2 separate regions of the Sus scrofa genome follow, and region 2 is linked to region 1. A link is a contact called in public Hi-C data. All regions are on one chromosome and are shown on one strand. The core of a region is the stretch at or near the end of the contact, and the rest is flanking DNA. Distances in the headings are between cores, read along the strand shown. Region 1 holds the start of STRAP (serine-threonine kinase receptor-associated protein). Region 2 holds the start of WBP11 (WW domain-binding protein 11).

Region 1 (3,649 bases), core at 804-3,303:
TCTATCAGGTTAAAAGGTCCCTTCTATTTTTAGTATCTAAGATGTTTCATCATGAATAAATGCATATTAAATTCTATCTAAAACTTTTACACAATACAATGAAATATTGATATTTTTCTTTTTTTAGTCTTTTAATGTGGTTAATTATATCATTTACAGTAATCTCTCTTCCAGTATTAAACTGACTTTGAAGCCCACATATTTGATCATGATACATAATACTCTTAGAACTCAGAATACAAATGAATAAGAATTATACGTACTTTAGGAGTTCCCGTCGTGGCGCAGTGGTTAACGAATCCGACTAGGAACCATGAGTTTGTGGGTTCATTCCCTGCCCTTGCTCAGTGGGTTAACGATCCGGCGTTGCCGTGAGCTGTGGTGTAGGTTGCAGACGCGGCTCGGATCCCGCGTTGCTGTGGCTCTGGCGTAGGCCGGTGGCTACAGCTCCGATTCGACCCCTAGCCTGGGAACCTCCATATGCCGCGGGAGCGGCCCAAGAAATAGCAACAACAACAACAACAACAACAACAACAACAACAACAAAAAAGAATTATACGTACTTTAGAGACAAAAGTTTTCAGTTACCTACGCACAATAAGCAACAAATGGCCATGTATTAACATCTTACTGACTAGTTGTTCTAACGAGTTTTATCTTTTATTTAGATGCCTCCATCATTAACGCTTTACTTTACTTAATAATCACTTGTCCAGCATTCACTAAATGCCATTCACTCTTCTGATACCAGAGTAGAAAGACAACAGTGCCACACAATTGCCACTAAGGAGCTCACAATTTAAATGTCAACAGAGTGTGTGTGTGCATGTGTGTAGGAACTTGGGGTGAGGTTGGCACAGAGAAAACAAAAAAGATAGTGGAAAACATATATAGTAAGTGCTGTACTATAAATTAATGAACAAAATGCTAATGAAATAGAATGGGGAAGCACTTCAAGTCTCCATTCAAGTAATTAGACTTGAACGAAGATACATGTTTACTACAAAAAGATGAGGGAGAGGGAAACATTTGCAGACATTTGTGCTGATTAGATATGTATTGGTATGTGCCAAGACATTATGGCCTGGGATAAAGTAGTGAAAGAGACCACAAAAAAAATCTCTGGTATTTTCTGTTGACATCCTAACAAGCATTAAAGGAAAGAAATAACTTGCCCAGAAAAAGGACCCTTCTTGCTCAGGTCAGTTTTTGCATGAGCAATCAATCCATCAACAGTTCTGCTACACCACGGAGTGATATCCAAAGAGGAGAGCCTGCAGGAAGACAACACCAGTATTTCTATTTACACTGAAGTTTAAGGTTCTTCTAATATTTCTATTCTTCTCTATGCACTAATATGCAAATAACTCACAAATTATTCACTATCGCATATTTGGGGGACGGACGCAAGTTTTATTGATGTGGGTATTCATCAAAAAATTTGAGGACCATTGCTCATGGGTCTCCCAACGTCCTCAAAAGATAAACTAATTTAACTGTTTTTAGAGTCGCATAACCCTCACGTCTGAAACACTAACAATGCAAGGTTACACAGCACAAGGGGTGACTGGGAGAAAGACTTTTCTTAAGGGCCTTACTTGTAGACAATCCCAGAGGAGCTGACTATACAACTGCTAACAAAGATTGGAAAAAAAATTCTTAGACGGTGTTTGCTGGTTTGGGCCACCGCTGGAAACAATTCTGGTTGTTCAGTGTAGACGTCTAGATAGCACAGTCCAAACCACTGGACGGCTCAGTGCGTAAACCACAGATGCGGTCAGATTCGGGGTATGACTGAAGCAGGACCCGCTTCCGCACGCCCCCAACTCGACTCCAAACGGCTCAAAAACAGAAAAGCACCCCAAGCTGCTTAGAGCTCAGCGCTAGGATTTTCACCCAGTGCCTGGAACGCGGCCAAGAGCCCTGCGTAGCCAGCGTGGAGCCAGCATCACGTGCTCAACCTGAGCTGATCTCGCGCCTGCGCATTGCGGTCGCTCTCGCTCCAGTACGCCTCTTCTACCCAGCGAACCCGCCTTCCCTCCTGTTCGTCACTTCCGGCGGAGGGTTAGTGTCGTCACTTCCTGCGAGTACCGGTGTGGACGGTGGGGATCGTGGCTGCCGGTTTTCCTGTTCTCCCCCTCCCCTACTCTCCTCCCTCCCTCCCTTTCCCTCCCTCGGCGGCGGTCGACCGCCAGTCGCACACTCCCTGACCCACCCCTAACCCTTTCCTGGTTTCGGGGCCACCAGATTGGCCTTTTTCTGTTTCCCGGCCCAGCGTCAGGGCGTAGGCCTTGAGTGAGAGGCGCTGCCGCGGAGAAGAGAAAAGACGAGACGACCCTCAGCTCTCCTGCGGGATCGCTCGGCTCGCCGCCGCCATGGCAATGAGGCAAACGCCTCTCACTTGCTCCGGCCACACGCGGCCTGTGGTGGATTTGGCCTTCAGTGGCATCACGCCTTATGGCTATTTCTTAATCAGTGCTTGCAAAGGTGAGCAGGGCCGCTGGGCTCAGATGGTTGGGACTGGGCGGAAAGGGAGTGGGGCCGGCACTTCCCATTGCCGAATGGATTGCGGCTTTTGAGATTAGTGGGCTGGTAGGGCGAGTAGTGTTAAGGATTGCGCAGCTGATGCCAGGAGAAGCTTTGGTAAGTTATGCCCCCAACCAAGGCTTCTCATTTTACCTTTTTTGCTATTTCTGGATAAGCTTTACTGTGCACTTGCCCAGACGCCCCGGCCAACACCGTAAATATCTTTAAAGGATTTGGGGAATGCAGAAACTAGGCCAGGCTAAGTAACACTTTATTTTACAAAGACTTTCCACTTCTACTATTTCATTGGATATTCTTCTGTGGTATGGAATTTTTCATTTCCAATTTTCAAGTGGAAGCTGAGACTATTAAGTTTGTCCAAAATAAGGTTCACGTCTAGATTGTTTTGTTGCAGATGAATAGTCTTTCTGCCGCATTTCAAGTCCTTCCCAGAGAGAATGGCCCAGTTCTTCAGTTAATTTATTTCTGGATGTGCCTTAGTGACCCCAGTGAGTGAACAGTTAGACAACAAAAGCAGTTTTCAAGTTTGTTATTCATCACTGTTTGTTTTAAGTTCGGATCCTAGATTTTAAGTAATTTGAGCTTCTACATCACATGTTTTCTTACATATTTTTTAGATGGCAAACCTATGCTACGCCAGGGAGATACAGGAGACTGGATTGGAACGTTTTTGGGTCATAAGGGTGCTGTTTGGGGTGCAACATTGAATAAGGATGCCACCAAAGCAGCTACAGCAGCTGCAGATTTCACAGCGTAAGTGTAGCCAGAAATGGCCACCTTTACAGTTCTCTGTGAATTGTGTTCTGAAATGATCAATAATAAAAGTTCAGTAAAAGTTATTCATAAAGTTCTCATGCACTGCCTAACGTAGAGAACACATGTTGTTTTGATGTCACCAAAATTCCGCCCATATTTTATCTGCTGCTTTCTCAAAATGTTCAGAGACTTAAATGACTTAGTTCTGTATGTCTGGACTGGGACCCAGGAATCTGCATTATTAACAAGCACTTCAGATAATGAATGTTGATGGTCATGCTGGCAAATACTGCTCCACATGTTCTAGCTGAATAATACCTTATACTCCTTAACTTCTTAGTGCTTG
Region 2 (3,411 bases), core at 525-3,024, 1.0 Mb before region 1:
TCTTTCCCTAGTCTTGACTTTAGTGCCCAGGAAAGATAGTCTCAACTTCCCCAACAGATTCCTATTATTATTTACAAAGGTAATGAGCCTGAAGATCACTATGAATATCAGTTAGTCGTCAGTTAACTTTCTTCTATGGATCACAATACTGACTCATCAATAGAAAAAAAAAAATCAATCAGAAAACGCTTCAACAATATGACATGAACCATGTGCATGAGAAGCTATTAGTTCTTTTCCTATATCCTTCCTGTATTTATAGGCAGGGTGAAAAGGAATAAGAAGGGATGGTGTGTGTGTAAAACTGGGCTCAACGACAAATAGCTCACCCTTGCCTCTTTCATTGGTTTCCTGGCATGTTTTCCCAACACCTCTAAGACAGTAAAAACTCATTAATTTAAGCCTATTTAATGCAGATTTAGAATTCAGATATAATTCTTGACTCTCAAGCAGAAGCTTAAAACATAACTAAAAACACAAATATTCAAAATGAAAGTATATGAGAGCTTCTAAACACATAAACATCAAGATACATATTTTTCTTACTAATATCAACTTGACTTCTGATTTGTATTTTTTTAAGGTCACTGGAAGCGTTAATTGTGTTTGAGGGAAAATACTTTGTAAGTCAAAATTTTAATTAATTTAAGACACTATTACACTATTTCTTCCTGTTATTCCAAATGAATGAGGTTTAACTTTTTGATGCTTGCTCTTGAAAATAATAAAAGGTGGAAAAGAAATCATGAGGTACACTTTTTTAGCAGACCATGTAAGTCCCCCTTCCCTTCATGAAGGTTTTTTTCAGGCAAGTTTATTAGTTAATACCTCTTTCGGCAAGTGTTCAACTGCCTGGATTTCTGCTAAAAAGCTTCAAAACTGTTCCAGTAACAACTAATTCACCCTGTCAAGGGCTTCCTTCTCACAAAAACTGGGAGTGAGGGGCGAAAGGAAGCGGAAACAAGCAAAATTGGTGCAAATACAAGCTCTCGCATCTTTGATGGCTTTATCTTTTCTGCTTTCCTCTCTCAATTACCCTCAGGCTTAGGTGTTGACACTCCTCTCCCCAGCCTGAAGCCTAAAACAGGTACGAAGTACAGAGAATTTTTACAGAAGATGCTGGAGCCTGACTATGCACAAACTACTTTCCTGTCTAAAAGCAGAGGCGATAGAGACATCGGGTCACGGGCTGTTCAGCGGAACTCTCAACCTCCAAAGAGGCTTCAAAGGAACGGAGCCCAGGTCCAACAAGGGGCCAACAGTATTAGCAACTGCCGAAACCATAGCGACGGTTGACCCTGATTCCAGGTATAGACATCACATCAAACCTAAGGCAACCCGGTCAACGTCAGGAGGCTCCGCTGACCAACCCGGGAGAAGTCAGGCGCTTGACCGCCGGACGCTGCTCCGTTCCAGGCTCGGGGATCCCCTAGTTCCCGGTCTGGTAGACGCTAACCGCGAAAAGGAAAAGCGGGGGCACAGGGGCCTGGCGTTCCCGGGGCAACCGCGCGGGCCCCAGGAAGGGACCCGAAGGATGAAGAACCACAGGGGAACGATCCCGCACACTCACACCTCTGCTGGGCTCCTGGGGCTGTGAGAAGCGGGGAGGGGACGATTCTTGGCCTGTTTGACTTCGCAGAGGCCTTCACCTCTGCCTCTCGGTCAGCCACCCAGCCACCGCCATCTTGAAACCTCGCGCCCCTCCGCCATCCTTACGTCACTTCCTCTCCATACGGGCCGACAATCTCATCGTTTCGGCGCCCTGAAACCATAGAGAGTAACCGACAACTCCAGGACCAGAGTCTCTTCCGCTGGAGTACAGTACCGAATTGGTTGGTCGGGGCTGAGAGCCCGCCCTCATTACTCAGTGCAGTGCATGTTGATTGACACTCCTATAGCCCAGTTAAGAATAAGAAAATTAAGCGGGTGGGATATATGATTGGCTGATGCGACGACAGTCCTACCCTCAGGCATTCTGACCTAATTTCCGGGATCCGCATTTATTTCACCGCCTGAGGCGGGCGGAATCCGGATGGGGAAGTTTAGCGCCGTTTGTGTTACCGGGGATTGTGTTTCTGTAGTTTCTTTGATCATGACCAGCGCTTGCCGTCTTTTGAGAGTTTCTGTTTAAAAAAGAATCCCGGGCGTTCCTGTCGTGGCTCAGTGGTTAACGAATCCGAGTAGGAACCATGAGGTTGCGGGTTCGATCCCTGGCTTTGCTCAGTGGGTTAAGAATCCGGTGTTGCCGTGAGCGTGGTGTAGGTCACAGACGCGGCGCCGATCCCGCCTTGCTGTGGTTCTGGCGTAGGCTGGGCCGCTATAGCTCCGATCTCCCATTCGGAGCCTGGGAACCTCCATATGCCGCGGGAGCGGCCCAAGAAATGGCAAAAAAGACAAAAATAAATAAATAAAATGAAATAAAAAAGAATCCCCCAAGAACACTTCTTGCTGTGCTTGATGCACTTGCCTAACGTGGTGTGCGCCTGGAAATTCAGTAGTTTTTACACAGACCATTTGTAGACCTGAGCAAATCGGTGCCCATATCAGAGTCCCAGATTGCTGCAGGACTATTTTTCTTTGAAGAGGGAACGTGGGGTACATGTACAGTCAGTTTTAAGTTTACGAGTTGTGAGATTGATTTATGTCAGCTCTTTTCTGCTCTTTTCATTCACCAAAAATCCTTTATGATGTCACTGTGCTAACGGACTTAGTTCCTTAGGTCTAATCTCAGTCCTTTTCCTTCGCTTTTATGGGCTCTTTATCTGAGAGTCCTCCCATATCTTTTCCTTTTAAAGGTAAGTTTAAATATTTAAGAAAATATAAGGACACCTTGGTTATTTCTCCCCTTAATCTTTCCCTTATAGGGAAATGTTAACACAGGCCAAGTCTTATTATCGGTTATAAATATGCCAAAATCTTGACGGAGGTATATAATTAACTTTTAGAGAGTATTTAAATAGGCATTTAACCTGTAAAGTCGGTCCCTTATCTAAAGGAACTCTTGCTTTAGAAAACACTTGATTTGGTTTTAGTCTGAATTTTGAGTCCCAGAAGAACAGTTAGTTACAAGATACATGTTTATAAATCAGGTAAAAAACATGAGATAAAACTTAATTTTGAAGGTGAACTAAATTGTGATATTTTGCAACTAATTTAAAAAAGCAGTGACAGAAGAGAAAGAACACGAAGAGTACACTTGAAAAACTATTTCATCTGGCTTTAATTTTTGAGGTATGTTGAACTTTTAAAATTACACAAGACATTTCTTGTACTTCAATGCAAGAATCAAGTATAACAAACACACTCTTGCATCAATAACTTTTAAAATAATTTTGTAAGTCTCAACGGGGGAGTTATTGGCATCTGCAGAAATTCACTCGAACCATTAAGCCTCCATAGCCTTGGATTTTC

Evidence for each region. Hi-C and Micro-C count contacts between places; a contact is called where the count stands out from the background.
Region 2: a contact with region 1 is called in a Hi-C map of liver, with 9 times the contacts expected there. The contact joins the promoter of WBP11 here to the promoter of STRAP in region 1. A contact is called at or near these places in 2 of 5 promoter capture datasets (fetal liver and liver) and 4 of 47 Hi-C or Micro-C datasets (embryonic fibroblasts, epiblast stem cells, heart right ventricle and 1 more).

The regions. Positions count from the first base shown.
Region 1 is chr5:56,735,293-56,738,941 of Sscrofa11.1, reverse strand. STRAP (serine-threonine kinase receptor-associated protein) reads left to right here and starts at 2,053. Exons shown (of 10, transcript XM_003355564.4): 1 at 2,053-2,487; 2 at 3,165-3,300. The coding sequence starts at 2,376.
Region 2 is chr5:57,748,311-57,751,721 of Sscrofa11.1, reverse strand. It overlaps WBP11 (WW domain-binding protein 11), which reads right to left and starts at 1,774. Exons shown (of 12, transcript XM_003481683.4): 1 at 1,571-1,774. It overlaps SMCO3 (single-pass membrane and coiled-coil domain-containing protein 3), which reads right to left. Exons shown (of 2, transcript XM_003126459.4): 2 at 3,203-3,411.